Regions from separate parts of the Mus musculus genome. Here region 2 is linked to region 1. A link is a contact called in public HiChIP or PLAC-seq data. All regions are on one chromosome and are shown on one strand. Each heading gives the region's core, a stretch centred on a gene start, on an enhancer-like site or on the middle of the called end of the contact. The rest is flanking DNA. Distances are from core to core; before and after follow the strand shown. Region 1 overlaps Ccdc60 (coiled-coil domain containing 60). Region 2 overlaps Srrm4 (serine/arginine repetitive matrix 4).

Region 1 (4,910 bases), core at 1,044-3,543:
CTCTGTTGGACAAAGCATGACATCACAGCAACGGAAAGAAACTAGGGTACCAGGCTAACTGTGGGCTCATGGTTCTATCAAACAGGTTTTTTTGGTGAGTCTTGGTTGCTGACAGGGCTGAGGAGTGCCTAGGAGATGAGTAAACCACACCTTTGGCTTTATCTGTGATGGCGTTACCATAGAGGATCAGCTAAGACTAGGACTCCCTTAATGTGGCCAGCTCCTCTAGACTGAGGACCCAGGTAATGAAAGAGGAGAAAGCCCACAGTGCAGGCATCCAAGAACCTGTGTGTGTGCATGAACCTGTGTGTGTCTATGTTGTGTTTGTATTGTTTGGTGTGTCTTTGTGTGTGTATGTGTGTGTACGGTATATATGGTATGTCTGTTTATCGTGTATGTGTTTGGTATATGTATATGTGTATGGTATATGTATGTATGGTATGTGTATATGTATATGATGTATGTATAATGTGTATATGTCTATGGCATGTATAGTCTGTGTGTGCATGTACATGCACGAGTGTGTATATGTGTATGGTATGCATGTGTATGGTGTGCACATATGTGCACGTGCATGTATGTGTATGTATGGTGTGCACATATGTACATGTATGTGTGAGTGGTATATTGTTTATGCATATGCATGTTTATGGTGTGTGTGCATTGTGTGTGAGGTGTGTGTGTATGGTTTATATGCATGTGTGTGTATCATTTTTTACTGGCATGTTAATCTTCTTCTGCAGTGTTAGCTAAGTTATCAAGGTGAATAACAAAATCCATCCTATGAATCCTTATTTGGGAGCATAGCATGAACAGGACAGGGCTTTGAGCCTCTACATCCTAACAGGCAGATGGGCCTTCAGACACGGGTGCTGCCTTTCTCTTCAGCTCCCACGCCCACACCAACACCCAGTCTGATGGCTGCAACTCTGAGTCCGTCCTCTTCCTGTTGTTTCTTTTCCTGACCCTCACAAGCATCACCCTTACCACGACCTTCCAGGCCATCTCTACGAAGTGAGTGTAGTTATTTTTTTAAAATCTGACTACCCCCTCTTGCTCAGAACCCTCCAGCAGCTACGCCAAACATTTCTGCATGGCCTTCCTGACATTTTAGCTCCATCTCTTTCCTCTCTCAACCTAGCTTACCCCGAGGCTCTACACAGGCCCCTCTGATGCTGCAGTATGCCCAGCATGTCCTGACTTCATCACCCCCTCAACTCATGCTCTGAAGAACCACGGCTGCTCCCCCTTTGTGTGAATGGCTCTCTCTCTCCTTCAGGCATCAGACCTAGGATCTCTCTGTATAAATTATTACAAACTTTACACACAGACACACAGATACACACTCTCACACACACTCAACACACATGCAATCACACACAAAACACACTCACATACAAATACACACATACCCTCTCACACACATGCACATACTCACTCACACACATATACATACTCTCAGACACATGCAGATACAATGGCGTCAGCAGACCCAGAGCTGGGAGGGCGTTTGCTTCAACACTCTCTGTATTCATTATTTCTCTGATGCTGCGATGGAATGCCCCACCTAAAACCAGCTTAGGAGAGGAAGAGTTTATTGCAGCTGATGTTGCAGAAGGAATACAGTCAGTCATGGTGGGGGAGGCATGGCGGCAGACCCACAAGTCTGGCTGGGCTGCCATCAGGACTCAGACCAGGAAGTGTGGCTGAACCATAGAACCTCAAGGCTGGATCCTAACGCCCTACCTTCTCCAGGGAGGTCCCACAGCCTCCTGAAACAGCGCCACCCACTGGGGACCACATGTTCAAAAGTATGGGCTCCTGGACATTGCCTATGCTAACTGCGGCTCTTTGTGAAACCTCTTGTTCTGTGCATGGATTTCTGACCGCTCTCCCTTTTCTTATAAGGACACAGACTGGATAAGGACATTTGACTTCATTGACCCTCAGTTACCCATCTAGTGGCCCTTGTTACAAACAAAGTCACATGGGGGTTTCGGGATTGGAACTTTCTCCAGGTCATGGACGGGAGAGGGCGAGGAGACACTGGGAACCTGGAGGGGTGCATGTTAGTACGCGACGCATGCGTGCTTCCGCTGGGAACAGTGGACTCTAAGCTGTTCATTGCTCTTCCCCCTCTCTCTTGGAGAATGTTCTAGGGGAAGAAAAGGTGTTTTTGTTTTTGTTTTGTTTTGTTTTGTTTTTGCTTTACAACTCCATCCAGGCTATAGAGCATCCTCTGGGAAAGTCAAGGCAGGGATTGGAAGGAGCTGGTCACATGACATCCCCAGCCAGGGCAGAGAGAAATGAAAGCGCCCAGGACCCAGACCAGGGGGTAAAGCCACACATGCTCAGGGTGGTTCTTTCCTTCCTGATCATCTCACTTAAGAAGAAACCCTTCACCGTCATGGCCACAGGCTGACCCAATCCAGACAGTTCTTCATTTGAACTCGCTTCTGTCTGCTCCCTTTCTAGTGTGCACCGGCACAATTTAGAGATTACATCATGGCCAGGCCCCAGGAGAGTAGACAGAGCCACCTCTCACATGGAAAGGGCCTGTAGCTCTCGGGGTTGTTTAACCCTGTGACCTATCCTCCAGCCCTGTCCCCCCCACCCCACCCCCACGTAGGCCCACCCATCATTCAGCAGCGTGGGACAGATGCCGGGAGGGGAGGCGTCTCGGACGCGTTGATCCCCTGTGTTCTTTCCCTGGCACACCAGGTCTTCCGATGAATGTCTATGGAGAGGCTCGCCCCCCCCCCCCCCCCCCCCCCCCCCGCTCCCTGTCCCCAGCCTGGCCCGCAGTGCCTGCGGCTCACAAGTCATCCCTCCCAGGGCTCACTCACCGGCTTCGCATAAGATCCTTCTTAAGGTTTGCTATCTCCTTGTCTATATATTTGGAGTTCTTCGCTGTCTTGTCTGAGGCCTGCTGGGGAAGACAGGAGAGGAGAGGGGAGAGGGACATTAACACAGGTGCTCCAGGTGAAGCTGGACTAACAGAGGGCCCTGTGTCTAGCGAGAATCAATTTACGCAGAGCAAAGTTCTACTCCAGCACATGGTTTGGGAGGCTCTGGGCTGTCGCTGGTTGGCCCTGTTTTGCCTTGGACCTGTGTCAGGGTCCGGGAGTGTGGGACAGCAGGATGGCACACTTCTAAAGCTTGTGGGAAACACACTGTGAAAACCTTTCAGAAGGACCATGCATGCCCCTTAGATCCAACATCTGTGGTTAAGCATCCCGCAAGAGAATATTCCTGACAGGGATGCGGAGGCACCATAGCAAGGCCACTCAGTTGCTTGTAAAGACAAATACCTGCACATGCCACAAGGGAAGACAGACTGAACCATCCTGCTGCATCTAGACTGCAGAATAGTATACAACATGAAAAGTGACCCGCTTCCAACACAGTCTTTCCCTGCCACTCCCACCACTGCTGGATGGCACATGCCACAGTGCTTGTATGTATGTGTGTGTGTGTGTGTTCTGGGATCAAACATGGGTCCTCATGCCTGCAAGTTAAGTGTTTTCCTCAGTGAGCCATCACCCCAGCTCTGATGGGTAAACCTTTGGGGTGAGGGGGACACGCAGCAACCAAACCATGATGGTGTCCAACTTTCATGTATATTTTCAAAATTTTTACTTTATTCTTAAATTATGTGTCCATGTGTCCATCTGTGCAGGTGAGTGCGGGTACCTATGGAGACCAGAAAGAAGTGGATGTTGGGTCCCCTGGAGCTGCAGTTATCGGAGGCATTGTGAGCCGAGCCACTTGGGTGCTGGGAACGGAATCTGGGCTCACAGTCACTCATCTGACTAGCTCCATGTACTGTTTCCATGGGTGACAGAGGGAAATGTGCCGTGTATCAGGGGTCTGGGTCATCACACTAGGAAGAGAATGCATTGCTGTGTTAGAGGATTTGCAACCCCGCCATCTGCCCGACACATCTAGGGGACAAGACACAACCTGTAGCTCTGCAACTTGGTTGGCACTGCAGCAGGACCTCAGGAAACCACTCCCACTGTCCCCCGCCCCCCAATGGCACTCACAGGCCAGCAGTGATAAACATCTGGAAGACAGAGTCCTGGTTCTCGAGACATTTGATATGAACAAAATTAGAAGCTAAGGAAACATCCCAGAACTACTCTTTTTAAAGGGAGTCTTGCTTTGTGGCCCAGAAATCTCTCAAGTTCCTGACTCTCATGTGTCTGCCTTCCAGGTGCAGTCACCACCCCTGGGCTCCAAAATCACTTCTTTTAATACTATTACAGAGGTCATGTAGCAATATGCGAAAAGCCTCACAAGTTCAGTCCCGGCCCACAGGGCACTGCGTGAGATGGCAATGCAGCTGGGTAGTAGCTCCGAGGTGGAACACTGCAGAACCGGCAGCCATGCCATTGAGAACATTGAGTGTGAGATCGCAGTGGAGCTGCACGGTGATGTCACAGGGCAATGCAGTGTTCCTGAACGATAATGCTGGAGTCCACACACCTGGAGTCAGCCACTCATATGAGAATGCACTAGGGGCTGGCTCAGTGGCTCAAGGGCTTGCTGTGCAAGCTTAGGACCCGAGTTCAGATCCCACAGAACCCACGTATTAGTCAGACAGGCATGGCAGGCCGCCTATAATTTCAGCCTGGGGAAGGCTGGAGGTGAGGGATACTCAGAACAAGCAGGCTGGCAAGGTTAGCCATATTCAGTGAGCTCTGGGTTTTATTGAGAGATCCTGCCTTATTGAATAAGGTGGTTCTGGGTTTGATTGAGAGACCCTGCCTTATTGAATAAGGTGGAAGCACCATGGAGCATCTTCAGGCTTGGAGCCGCTACATGCACACACACCCGTGTGCATGTGCTCCCAATACACAAGTGACCTCACACGTGCAAACAGGTATACACACACACATGCACACCAT
Region 2 (4,910 bases), core at 1,205-3,704, 230 kb after region 1:
CACTTAGCCCGTATTTATTGAGCCCTTTGTCCAGAGCTGGCAGGGCATAAATACTCATGATTTCACCATCATTTACATTCCTCAGTGAAAGGCTGCTTCTAAATTATTTAATTGGGCTGTCTATGTATATCAAATTAAGCAGGTAATGGCTATATATCTCTTGGACTTGGAATCTAGTTGGGTCTGCATTTGAATGCTGCTACTGTTGCTTATTAGCTGAATTTAAGTCTGTGGGTCTGTGCCTCAAATTCACTGCACTTCACAAAAAGGTTATAATAGTGATATAAATATAAAGTGGAGACACTAATAGGAGCCGAGGAAAGCTGTTCACGGGAAGCATTTTTAACAGTGTCTAGTATGTTATCTGGCTTAATAGATGTTAACAACTTTTAAATTAATTGATACTAATACCATTGCTATCATCATCATCATTATCACTTGAGTAGGGTGTGGCCATCATTTGGAAGTCTTGACCACTTAGCACAAAGGTAGACTTGAAGCCGCAGCAGGAGGAGAGCCCCAGTGCTTCTCTGGGTACAGTGTGCTAGCCAGCTTTCCCCACTTGGGTATCTGCCAACTCGAGGCGGGGGCCCGCCATTTTTACCAAGCTAAGTGTTGCCCTAAGGTAACAAGTTGAATGGATGGTGCAGACTAAATGACCAGCAAATTTAAACAATTACTCCCGTGAGAGCACATTTAGTGCTTAGCATTATGCTGTGATTCACTTATTTTTTCTTCCACATTCTCTTCATGTATCTGTGCATGTGTGTAGTATGTGCACACATGTGCACAGATATGGGGGGGCAGGTGTGCTAGCTGATGCCAGAGATCATTCTCCATCACTCCCCCTCTTTCTTCTTTGAGGCAGGGTCTCCCAGTCAAACCCAGAGCTTACTGATAAGCCTACCCTCACTACGCTGCTTGCTCTGGGGAACCCTTGGCTCTGCATCCTGAGGATCCAGGCCTTTGAGCCCACCTGACATTTCTACTGCTTGCTTGGCGAGCATTTTAACCATGGAACTATGTCCATATACTTCAATTGCTTGATCAACAGAGCCGTTGGTGAAGAAATGATGGCCCTGTCATTGGCTGATTTTGTGTGTCAACTTGACACAGGCTGGAGTTATCACAGAGAAAGGAGCTTCAGTTGGGGAAGTGCCTCCATGAGATCCAGCTGTGGGGCATTTTCTCAATTAGTGATCAAGGGTAGAAGGGCCCATTCTGGGTGGTGTCATCCCTGGGCTGGTGGTCTCAGGTTCTGTAAGAGAGCAAGCTGAGCAAGCCAGGGGAAACAAGCCAATAAGCAGCATCCCCCCATGGCCTCTGCATCAGCTCCTGCTTCCTGACCTACTTGAGTTCTAGTCCTGACATCCTTTGGTGATGAACGCAGTATGGAAGTGTAAGCTGAATAAACCCTTTCCTCCCCAACTTGTTTCTTGATCGTGATGTTTGTGCAGGAATAGAAACCCTGACTAAGACAGCTTCTGAGCAAACATGAATCTGTCTTCTCTGAAGGGAAAATGCAAGCAGCAAGCACAACACCCAGCAAAGAAGGTCATGTGTATGTGTGTGTGTTGATGATGAAATGTTTCTTTTGTATACTCTCTCTCTCTCTCTCTCTCTCTCTCTCTATATATATATATATATATATATATATATATATATATATATATATATATATTTTTTTTTTTTTTTAAAGAGCCAAATAATATTCTTCAATCTGTGGGGCTAGAGGGATGGTTTGGTGGTTGAGAGCACTGGCTGCTCTTCTGGAGGGCCTGAGTTCAATTCCCAGCACCCACAGGACAGTTCACAACTGTCTGTGAGTCCAGTTCCAGGGTATTCAATACCCTCTCTCAGATACATGTAAGCAAAACCCCGATGCATATAAAATAAAAATAAATAAATTCTTTTAAAAAAGAATAAAACTATTATAATCATATATATGCAGGTTTGTTTTTTTTTTTTTAGTGTGAATGCTTTTAATTTATTGTGGTCAGTATTATGATACGTTTTTAACTGACAGTGACTCAAAAGAAGTTAATGTATATGTGTGTGTGTGTGTGTGCGCATTTGCATATATTGCATATACATATGTATCATATATATGCTAATTTGAATGGACTCTCTTGTAAATAAAGACTCCTGGAAGGAAGACTGGAACCATGATGAGACAGTGAAATGTTGCTGCTAAGAGGCGGACCCGCCCACCCCCAAATACACTGACCTTGACTCTCTGCTCCTGCAGGCGGGAGAGACAGTCTCCAAGACAGCCCCCTTGTTCTGGGGGGAGGAGGTGGTGAAGGAGTTCCCTGAATCGGAGGTGTTGCCACAGTTGAGGTCTCGACTCTTGCTTAGATCCCCACCGGGACTCCCCTTCTCCTGGCCCCGAGACCTGGCCGAGCTGGTTTGCGTGGAGGGCGGCGAGGACGTGTCATTGCCCGAGTCGTACTCCTGCGAGCGCCCTCGGGTGGCGGCGAGAGGGCTGGCCGATTTGCTAAAGAGGTCAGCCGCGGACCCCGACCCAGTGATCTGAAAGCAAAAAGACCCGTCGGACACTGCTGAGCTCCTGGGCCGTGTGCCAGTAACCTAGAATGTTAACCGTCATGAGTCACTGTAACGAAAGCAAAGAGAGAGGGGAGAGAAGAGACGCCAAAAAAACAAAAGCACAAATTCCTGAAAGAATTCCACAGAAATAGGAGATCTCTAGATCTTATTTTTTGTTTGTTTTGTTTTGTTTTGTTTTTTTTAAACCCCCTGCTAGAAGAACTGGAAGATTCAGGAGACATGCAGGGAAAAAGGCATGCGATTCAGAGTAAACGAAAGTCAAAGGAAATCATACAAAAAATATAGTCTTCAATAAACTCAAACAGAAAGAGACAAATTAATAGAAAAGGGAGGGCTGTAGACACCCTTAACCTCAAAGAATAATCAAAAGGAAGGAAAGGGGAGCGGGGAAGGAAAAAAAAAGAAAAGGGGCTATGGGCCTCAAAAATTATATCTTGGAAATTAAAAACGCAAAAGGCCAAGGTTTAAATTTAACCAAAATCCTCAGCTAACTCTCTCTCTCTCTCTTTCTCTCTCTCAGAAAAAGTTGCTTGCATAAAATACTGAAGAAGTGTCATATGGGCCAAAGAAATAAAGATGAGGGTTGGTCTCTCTCTCTCTCTCTTTCTTTCTTCCTTTCTTTCTTTCTTTCTTTCTTTCTTTCTTTCTTTCTTTCTTTCTTTCTTTCAAAAAAAGTCACGGTCACAAACTGACGGTTCAGCAGTTTCCAACTAAAGGAGTCAAGAGAGGGAGGGGCAAAATAAATATAAAGGCATATAGTCTGACTGAAAACAAACAAACCAAAAATAATAACAATAATAACGATTAAAAAAAAAGTCTCTACAGGCATTTGTGCGCGTCCTTCTCCCTCGTAGGAGGTAGCTAAGCATCCTGAGTGGCTTCTAATAAAGTCTCTCATGTCTTTGCGGATTACATCCACTTACCAAGCAAGGACTCCTCCTTTAGTAGGAAAGGTGTAAGAGAAAGGGAAGAGCGGGCAACGTGAGTCCATCATCAGACAAGAAAAAACACACACCTTCCTGCACAACTTTAACCTTCGCTCTGACCTTTTGGGTTTGGGGGCGCTCAGTGCTTTGAGCGTGTGGATAGCTCATACCTCGACACTCCCTTCCTGCCCAGGTTGGATCAGGGAAACCTTCGTGGCTTGGGAACCTGCGCCCTGCGCCTTATTTCTAGAGGAGACCGGAAGGGAACTCGTGATCGCGGTCGGGCAATTTAGAAGGGCACAATCAGGGATCGCTGGAAGAGAGGCCTCAGAGTCCTGCTGGAGGACTGGCTAGGAAGACTGAGGGCTTTGTGAGCAGTGAGCTCTTGGGAAGGGAGGTCTATGCTGAGAATATGTTTTTTCTTCAACGTTCAGGTCAGGATGTGGCTGAGAGGTCATAGTGAGTTTGCTTCTGGCTCCTGGTCGTTGTACCATGTTTAGTTGAGGTGGGCAAAAGCCCTGAACAATGTATCTAGCAATGTATCTCTCTGAGGAGATACATCTGTGGGATCAAGCGGACACTCTCTGGAAACCTCTCTGGGGCTCCTGGGATTCCAGAATTCTCTGTTTAAACGTCTCACGAGCCTCCTTCTGAGGTTATGTCTCCTCCACAGTTCTGTCTTCCCATACATAACTATGTCTCAGGTGGGTCAATCTGGGCAGAATCTGCATGATGATGCTAAGGTATCCAAGTGCCTGTGTGGGGCCTGTCACAGTTAGTGACAGAGACAGGAAGCCCGAGACCTTGGGGCAGGTTCTCTCTCACTGCCATTCTAGTGCAGAGGGATTCTGCGATTCTGGATTCAAAGGCGACTTTCATATCACCTTGAAAATATATTTGCTGAGAGAGTGAACATACTTTATTAGGCTTTGTTGCTTTATTTATGAGCATTTAGACATCTTGCCTAGTATAGATGTCCTATCGTCTGACCCTAGGCCTTATATAGTATTTTCCTATTTTAAAAATAAAAATCTACTTTCCCCCAACTTCATCTCTTGTTTCACAGATCTGCTAGGGAAGGGGCCACCAGAGCTTTTCTAAGAAACCACTTCAACCATGAGGGGAGATGTGTACACCCGGAACTGATAATCACAGAGAGATCCTCAACAGCTTGGAATACCAGGGCCTGGGGTTAGGAGGTAGGACTTTCTTTACTGTTTCTCCCAGAAGGCTTTGCACATGGGCAAGGTAGTGGTCTAGTCTTAGTCACTCCTATAGGCACAGTGCAGCCTCTTCCTTAGACACATCTTGTTCACCTGTAGCTTTGCCTTGATGGTGAGACCTCAAAATAGGTGGCCAGGTGGAATTTTCTGGAGTGCGACCTTTCTTTCTTTCTTTCTTTCTTTCTTTCTTTCT

The links. HiChIP or PLAC-seq counts read pairs in DNA pulled down with a chosen protein or histone mark.
Region 2: a contact with region 1 is called in an H3K4me3 HiChIP or PLAC-seq map of embryonic stem cells, with 20 read pairs. The contact joins two enhancer-like sites. A contact is called at or near these places in 1 of 39 promoter capture datasets (cranial neural crest), 2 of 15 datasets of contacts at CTCF or cohesin (embryonic stem cells and stem cell-derived epiblast-like cells), 31 of 484 Hi-C or Micro-C datasets (CD4 single positive thymocytes, CD8 T cells, cardiomyocytes and 17 more), 17 of 115 datasets of contacts at active chromatin or transcription factors (SST interneurons, craniofacial prominence, embryonic basal ganglia and 9 more) and 4 of 9 other capture datasets (adipose tissue, embryonic stem cells, liver and 1 more).

What each region holds. Positions count from the first base shown.
Region 1 is chr5:116,222,423-116,227,332 of GRCm38.p6, forward strand. Ccdc60 (coiled-coil domain containing 60) reads right to left here. Exons shown (of 14, transcript NM_177759.3): 2 at 2,847-2,929. Among named protein-coding and RNA genes, the nearest start is that of Gm36502, 7.2 kb to the right of the region's middle. Within about 2 kb of position 2,294, at least 3 of the 459 cell types and tissues checked have an H3K27ac peak or open chromatin away from gene starts, as enhancers often do. A contact at or near this core is called in embryonic stem cells, where this site is marked.
Region 2 is chr5:116,451,182-116,456,091 of GRCm38.p6, forward strand. Srrm4 (serine/arginine repetitive matrix 4) reads right to left here. Exons shown (of 13, transcript NM_026886.3): 9 at 2,228-2,532. All of the region lies in intron 2 of Srrm4os (serine/arginine repetitive matrix 4, opposite strand), which reads left to right. Among named protein-coding and RNA genes, the nearest start is that of Srrm4os, 15 kb to the left of the region's middle. Within about 2 kb of position 2,455, at least 51 of the 459 cell types and tissues checked have an H3K27ac peak or open chromatin away from gene starts, as enhancers often do. A contact at or near this core is called in embryonic stem cells, where this site is marked.